2 separate regions of the Sus scrofa genome follow, and region 2 is linked to region 1. Evidence: chromatin contacts called from public Hi-C data. All regions are on one chromosome and are shown on one strand. Each heading gives the region's core, a stretch centred on a gene start, on an enhancer-like site or on the middle of the called end of the contact. The rest is flanking DNA. Distances are from core to core; before and after follow the strand shown.

The links. Hi-C and Micro-C count contacts between places; a contact is called where the count stands out from the background.
Region 2: a Hi-C map of embryonic fibroblasts shows a contact between it and region 1, with 4 times the contacts expected there. The contact joins the promoter of LOC102168098 here to the enhancer-like site in region 1. A contact is called at or near these places in 1 of 5 promoter capture datasets (liver), 12 of 47 Hi-C or Micro-C datasets (embryonic fibroblasts, fetal heart ventricle, heart right ventricle and 5 more) and 1 of 2 datasets of contacts at active chromatin or transcription factors (skeletal muscle).

What each region holds. Positions count from the first base shown.
Region 1 is chr1:267,515,404-267,519,221 of Sscrofa11.1, reverse strand. The region is part of intron 1 of RALGPS1 (ras-specific guanine nucleotide-releasing factor RalGPS1); the gene reads right to left. Among named protein-coding and RNA genes, the nearest start is that of RALGPS1, 80 kb to the right of the region's middle. Within about 2 kb of position 2,126, at least 16 of the 83 cell types and tissues checked have an H3K27ac peak or open chromatin away from gene starts, as enhancers often do. A contact at or near this core is called in embryonic fibroblasts, omental adipose tissue and retroperitoneal adipose tissue, where this site is marked.
Region 2 is chr1:267,731,810-267,735,443 of Sscrofa11.1, reverse strand. It overlaps LOC102168098 (collagen alpha-1(III) chain-like), which reads left to right and starts at 2,114. Exons shown (of 2, transcript XM_021069197.1): 1 at 2,114-2,303; 2 at 3,428-3,634. All of the region lies in intron 11 of RALGPS1 (ras-specific guanine nucleotide-releasing factor RalGPS1), which reads right to left. It overlaps LOC110256267 (a long non-coding RNA gene), which reads left to right and starts at 183. Exons shown (of 2, transcript XR_002337629.1): 1 at 183-580; 2 at 1,909-2,098.

The DNA of each region.
Region 1 (3,818 bases), core at 877-3,376:
AAGTGCAAAGGCCCTGAGAGGCACAGGAGTTTAACAGGTCTGTGATGGGGAAAGCCGGCCGCACTGGAGCTTAGTCAGTGGGAGGCAGTGGGCAGACAGGCTGCCCACAGAGCGCAAAGGGCCGTGCAGGCCGTGGGGGAGCGGGGTTTTACCTGGAATGCCCAGGAATGGGTTCTGAGCGGGGGACTGTCAGGACCAATCTCACTGTTTTTGAAGATCATGGCGACTGCTGTGCAGAGAACTAGATGCCAGGGCCAAAAATGGGAGCTGTGAAGCCAGCTGGGGGTAAGAGATGGTGGCGGCCCAGACTGCTGACCATGGCGGCCAGGAGGGGGCGGGGGACAGAGGTGGACTTGGGAAGGGTTTTGGAGTTGAAACAGAAGACTTGCTGATGGGCTGACTGCACCTGAGGGGAGAAGAGAAGAGAAGAGCCCAGGATGAATGCCTTCTACGTGTGGGGCTGTTATGAATGGGTAGATGGAGGCCCAACCGCCTTGTTGCTCGGCAGTCCATTCATTTGTTGGCTCAACATCCACCCACTGAGACCTGGAGGACCAATTGTGGGGACCCAGAGTCCTGCCTTCCAGGGTCAAGCAGTGTAGCAGGGGAATGGGATGCTCACAGGACATATGGCAGATCAGATCACAGATTCACCCTGGATCATAGCGTCAAAGACATCACCGAGCAGAGCCGTTGAGCTGGGTCTTAAAAGGACAAGTGGGAATGTTTCAAGGCGAGGGTGGGCAGCAGGCACTCTGAGCTTGTGCAGAAGCCAGAGGCACAGGAGGATGCCAGCAGGCCGGGAGACAGGGAGTGGGCTCCCCCCCTCACCTGGCCGTACCCTAGACCAATACGGTTGCTCGTAAGCCAGGCAGGGCTTCCCAAGGAGGTAGCTTTAACAGATGGCCCTGACACTACAGCCAGAGAACAAATGGCCTCCTGATCGTTCCCTCATCCATTCAGCAAACTGGGCAACCCTTTTCCCAAGGCCTGTTCTGTGCAGAGGAATCAGGCCAGCCCTCGGCCTCAGGTAGCTCACACACAGGCTGACCCCCAGTGCCGTCATGACAATCTATCCTTCAGTCTCTGGCTAAGGACTTACGTGTATTTATTAAAAAAAAAAAAAAAAAAAGAAAGAAAGAAAAAAGAAAAAAGAAAATACTTACAGATGAGAAAACTGAGGCTCAGAGAGAGAAACTACACTGTGAGTCAGGGATACGTTTTCACACACCTGCCCGACTGTGGCCCCTGCCAGACAGGAGGCCGTCTGGCAAAAAGGGAAGGGTCTGTCCCACACCAAAATCCTATCACTCCACCCTCCCTCTGCCTCTCTCACCTCTTACACACACACACACACATTCGTGCCAACGCCTCCTTGGAAACCAAAACACTGCAGGAGAAAAGGCGATTCTCATGATGTAACTTTGCAGGAACGTGGCGGTTGTGTCAGAACCACAGAACAATCCCACGTCTCCTGCTGCTGTGTGACAGACTCCAGTCTCGTATGTGTGGGCCCCTGAAGAGGGGAAGGAAAGTCCCATGTGTGATGTTGGTTTCCTTCCAGACTTCGAGAATTCTCCTTCAACGTTTCAAGTTCAGGAAACCAAGAAAATAACAGGAGACAGTCTGGGGCAAACCACTTTTTCCTAAGCTTATGGAGGTTGTTTCAAAGAAAATACACACATCCAGGAATGTTCAATTACAAGAGAGTCAAGTCTTCCAAATGTCTTCAGGCAAATCCAAAGACGGGGCCGAGCCTGTGCCCTCACGAGGGGCTCACTGCTCTCCACGGGCTCGCTCAGAGCTGCTCCACCTTTCTGCATCCAAACAGAACGAAACCAGAGGGTTTCTGCCCACAACCAATTGTTCACTCCCCGCCAGTAAATGTACGTGTGTGTGTGTGTATGTGTGTGCGCGCGCCACAGCCAGGGCTTGTCCGTTTGGTTCTGCTGTCTTTCCCCAGGGTCACCATCACTCTGGAGCTGGACCACCTGCCAGGAGCTCAGGAGGGGCCCCCTCGAGCAGGCTGGCGGGGCTGCTATGGCCACCTCCTCCAGACCCTCCCCACACCGGCCCCTCCTCCTGGCAAGCGGCAGCCTCTGGCGGCTTTTGAGGCCAGACCCTGGCCACGTGAGCACACGCTAGACCTGAAATGCCATCCCTCAGCACCGCGCTTACCCGCACCGCCTTCCCCACTCCTTGCAAGCCACCCCACCAGACGGGCAACATCCAACATCTCCCCTCCCCACGGAGGGACAGATAATGGGCTGGGCGGGCTGGACAGCTGAGGAGGCACCACTGAGGCCCCCCCACAGTGGCTGCGCCCCCGTCTGGGAGAGAAAGCAGTGGTGCTGGGAAAGAGGGCTGGGTCTAGAGACTGAGGGTCTGCAGATGGATTAAAAAGAGAGAAAGCTTGTGAGACTGAGCAGACTTGGAGCAAAGGAGGGGCACCTCCCTGGCGATGGGAAGCACCTACATCTATGGAGCTGAAGCAGGGCTGGCACAGACCGCAGCCATCCACAGCATCCAGGTGACAGGCGCTGACCCAGCACCCCTGCGACTCCCGTGCTGTGCGGAGGCTGGGGAGGCAGAAACCAGCAAGGCCCACTGTCCTCAGAAAGCCCAACCGAGGAGGGCTTCCTGGATTTTTCATTTAAAAGCAATACATGCACATGCTAAAATTACATAAACTTAATTATCAGGTATAAAACAAAAAAAGGAAACTCCCTGGGAGATCCCACTGTGTCTCAGGAGTAAAGAACCTGACTAGTACCCATGAGGATGTGGGTTCAATCCCTGGGCTTGTTCAGTGGGTTAAGGATCTGGCATTGCTGTGACTGTGGAGTAGGACAGCAGCTGATTCAACCCCTAGCCTGGGAACTTCCATATGCCACGGGTGTGGCCCTAAAAAGACAAAAAAAAAAAAAAAAAAGGAAAGTCCCACAAGCCCTAGTCCCTGTCCCCAAGGTTACAAGTTCACATAGTACAGGGCAGCATTTGCGCACACAGACACCTCTGAACAGATATGAGGGTGTGTGTGTCTATTATGTACACACACACACACACACACACACACACACACATCTGAATGTATATTAGAGATCTTCCTTTTCAACACTAAAAACAAGTTAAGGAAGTTCCCTCCTGGTGTTGTCACTGTAGCAGCTCAGGTCACTGCTGTGGTGGGAGTTCGATCCCTAGCCTAGGAACTTGCACATGCCACGGACATGGCCAGAAAAATAAAATAAAAGCAAGTTAGGTATTAAAAAAAAAAAGGAGTTTTAACTGCAATATTCAATAAATGTAAACCAATTTTTTAAAAAAAATTTAGTTCTCTTTTTGATATCTGTTGATTGAGATATCAAAGGCAAAAGCTATTGTAAACTACCAACATTATTAAGTGAATGCAACAATCCCAGCCGTCTTTACGTCCATGTGGAAACAGTGAGAGGGACTCATAGCACAGTTTCTTCAGTCTGACAGCACTCAGGCTATGCCTCGGTGGTGGTGGGGGAGCTTAGGACAGCTGTGGTTCAACACCCCCACCCCTCAGCGGCTCACAGGCTGCGACCGCAGGCCTGGCGCTAAGAACAGGACAGCTGAGGGGCAGTCTCTGAGGCAGAAGGAGCAGGCACCTTTGGAGAACAGATAAATCAGGATTTGAGGTCTCACCTATCACTGACTTTGTGCCCTGGGCGAGTTGCTTGACCTGGCCAAGCCCCGCTTCTCCCCCCGTAAAATAGGAGAACGGCGGCACCAATGGTACAGAGGGCGGAAGGGTTCACAGGGTGGCTGGCACGGTGTGTCGTTAAGGGTAG
Region 2 (3,634 bases), core at 865-3,364, 220 kb before region 1:
TCCTGATGGGGTCACAGGGGAGCCAATGCCGGACCTCTGTGTGCGGCCCTGCCCCGGCCCCGGCTGGGGAGAGGCACCTTCCCCGGGCGTTGGAGGAACAGGTCTGAGGACAACCTCTCTTTGGGATGAGAAATGAGACCGAGACAGGGGCGCCTTCCAGAGGATTCAGATGTGCAGTCGGTGAAGACTTTCTGCTCCAAAGGCTGGAATGAGAGCGAGTTTTGTCCTGGGGGAAATGTCTCGTGGAGCTGCTGCAGAGGGGCAAGGCAAGCGTGGAAGCCATCGGCTTGGTTTCGGTTTTACACGTCTTGCTCAATCGATGGATCCATGTGGAGGGGAGAGTGTGCCTTGTTTATCAGCCGCATGTACGCAGGATTGCAGTCTCACTGCCTGAGTCACTCTGGCTCCCACCCTGGGTTCAGAAAGTATTTTGTAAAGGTCAAATCGCCTCGCTCCTCCTCGTGGCTTGAGCCGGTGGTGTCGCAGCCTGAATAACGGGGAAAGCTGAAAGTTCTGTGCCCAGAACTGGGTGCTGGGCTGCCACCCAGGAGGCGGGGACCTTCGGAGCCCTGTTTTGCAGGTAAGGGAGCCAGGGCTTCTATCACACACAGGACCTGGACCCAGGGGTACACCACTGTCCTGGCGGTGGCGGGGGGTCGGGGGGACGTGGGGTGGAGGAGGAGCTCTAACAGTTCAAAGGTCAGGCATTAACGAAGACCTGAGGAAGGAAGAACACGGAGCCCCATCTGAGGTGATCTGACATGACAAGCAGGAGACACTTCCTGCAGGAAACATGTGATGAATAAAGGCCAACTGCTACTCCTCGAGGAGGGGACGGTGAAGGACGCTAACATCTATTAGGCACCGACCGTGCACCAGGCTTGTATAAACACTTCCACATCTAAGATCATTGACTCCTGTGCAGCTGATGCTTTTACCAAAGCCACGTTAAAGGAACGCTCAAATATGGTAAATCAACTATACTTCAATAAAGCTTTTTAAAAAATAAAAATAAAAGGATGTTCGGAGGCACTCCAGTCACGTGGTGGTGGGGCGCTGGGCTTGTTCCTTCAGTCGCCCCTTGTGCAATGAGAGCTGGACGCGCCGAGGCTCTTCCGGGAGCTTCCGCACCCTCTGCTCACTCCTGATCCACTGCCTCCCCACCTGTCTCCATGTGGTTGCGCGTCCTGGCTCGGATCCCTGGTTCCGGGCTCACCCTTGGTCCTTTCCGCTCAGCTCTTGACTCTCCCTCCAGGCGGAGGCCCAGATCCACCCCCTTCTTCTCGCTGTGTTGGAGGCCTGCCTGGCCTCAGATGCCCCTTCAAGGGGCTGCAAGCAGCAGAAGCGGGGATCTCCCTGGGCCCAGGGTCAAAGCTGATGCTGCTCTGTGGACCAACAGCCGGGGTTTGCCGTTGAAGCAGAAGAATTTCCATTCAGCTGGGACCGAGGGGTGGGGGTGGCTTCCCTGCCAGTAAGTGATACTGTGCTACTGAAAGGCCTCACGTTCCTGCCCCATCAGGCCTGGGGGTGGGGGGCACCACGTGACAGCGTCAGGAACACGTGTCTTCTGGGATGGTTTCTGAGCTGGGCAGCTGGCAAGCTGTGTTTCTCCATGTCTCGGGGCAGGGGCAGGGATGGGGGCAGTGCTCATGAGCTGGGGCTCTGGCCTGGCTTAACAGAGTGTGGTCCCCGCTGCCCGGCCTGATATGGCACGGACAGCTGGAAAAACTGACCACGCAGCTTGACTATCTCAGAGGATTGCTCTATTTTTCCTCAGCATAATTTTTCCATGAATAATCTTTAAGTGGCTGTTTCTTTAGCAGTTTTATTGGAACATATGAGAACTGACAGTCACTGGGGAATGAGATATCATGAAAAAAATCTGGTTTTCATTACATTTCTCTCCAGAAACCAACATGCTGCCCAACAGACCACTCATTGATTGGAAGAGAAAAGAGCACAGGGCCTTCGAACCATGGCTTTGGAGTGGACAGGAGTAAGGATGATGAATGGCCACAGCAGAGAGCACAGGACCCAGAGGCAGACGGGCCTGGGCTCCCACCGGCCGCTGCCACCTGCAGGCTGAGTGACCTTGCGCAAGTCACCCGGCCCCTTCTGAGCCTGAATCTTCAACACGGGGACAGTGCGCTGGCCTGGCAGCCTCCCCACGAGGAGGAAATGATACAGCAGCTCTCCCTCCTTCCTGCAACAACACCCCGGGCCAGACGCCACACAGTCACACTGAATTAGACAGCTGGGGTTCTGTCTCTGTGCAGTTTACAGTCGAGGGGGGACAGAGACAAGTAAGCAGATAACTGCTTTGATAGGAACAAATAAATACAATAATAGCCATGACCACACCAATCGTGTAACTACCACGACAATAATGATGGTGGCAATGGCAACAGGTGACATTCATCAGGCACCTACAAGGTGCCAGATACGGTGCAAAACGCTCAGTACGCAGGATCTGATGTAAGTTTCACAGTACCGCTGCCTCCCAGGCATCTCGGCGTTACTCTGTGGATGTGCGGTCGGAAGGTTAAGGAGCTTCCCCGGGCAGGGGGCTGGTAAGCAGTGCACCTGAGCACACAGGCTTGTCAGAGGGGCCCTGGGGGGGGTGTGACCCCCAGACTGATGCAGGAGTCCCAGCAGAGGCAGTGGCAGAGGCGGAAGGAGCAGCTTGTGCAAAGCCTCAAAAACGGCAGGCCCAGGACCTACTCCAGAAACTGCAAAGAGCCAACCTGGCGACGAGCTGAGCATGGGGAGTGTGTGTACATTGGGAGCCAGACTGGGGCTGCAGGGCTGCGTGAGGGGCCTGAGGTTCAACGAGGGGAGGACACGGAGGTCTTTAGGAGAGGAGATTATTTTATTTAGATTCTAGGAGAGCAAATTATGCTGAGACTTGTACCCTAGAAAGCTCACTCTGGTCAAGACCGCAGGCTGGGAAGGGGAGATGTGAACCAGAGGTGTCTAGAGGGTAGACCAGCAGGGGTGTGGACCGCGAGGCTGATTTGGGGTAACCCTCAGTGGGAGCTGGTGCCCTTCAGTTAGGAGGGAGCAGGATTGGGGGGCCAACGAGAAGCTCAGTTTGGGACTGATGTCTGGTGGCCTCTGGGCAGATGGATGCGTCGCTTGGGAAACAGGTGACGACTGGGGACAGGTGCGCAGGACTTGTCAGCACAGGGCTGTGGAGCCCCAGGAGCGGACGAGATAATCCAGGTTGTAATCTCAGTGCAAGAGGGAAGCCCGGAGACAGGAGGGGAAACCAGTGTTTGTGGGATGAGAAGAAGAGGAAGGCTAGGAAGGAACCAGTGGTATACAACTAGGGTCAACAGAACAAATATTTGAGAAAAGCATCATTTTAGATTTGTGTAATTTTAGAGGAAGGCGGCTCAGTAACAATGTACTCTTGTGACCTCGGCAGCCCCTGGTCTCAGCAGTCAGTTCCTCCTCTGGAGGCAGCCTTGGACCGCCAGCCTGTGCCGGGACACTGCCAGGAGCCATGGTCCCCGTCTACTCTCTCATGCGGACCACAGCAGACAAGCCTGGAACCCCGCAGACATGACCTGTTCATTCTGGGTGTTTCTCTTGGGAGAAGAGGGAGAAACAGAGCGAAAGAACCGCTGGTCTG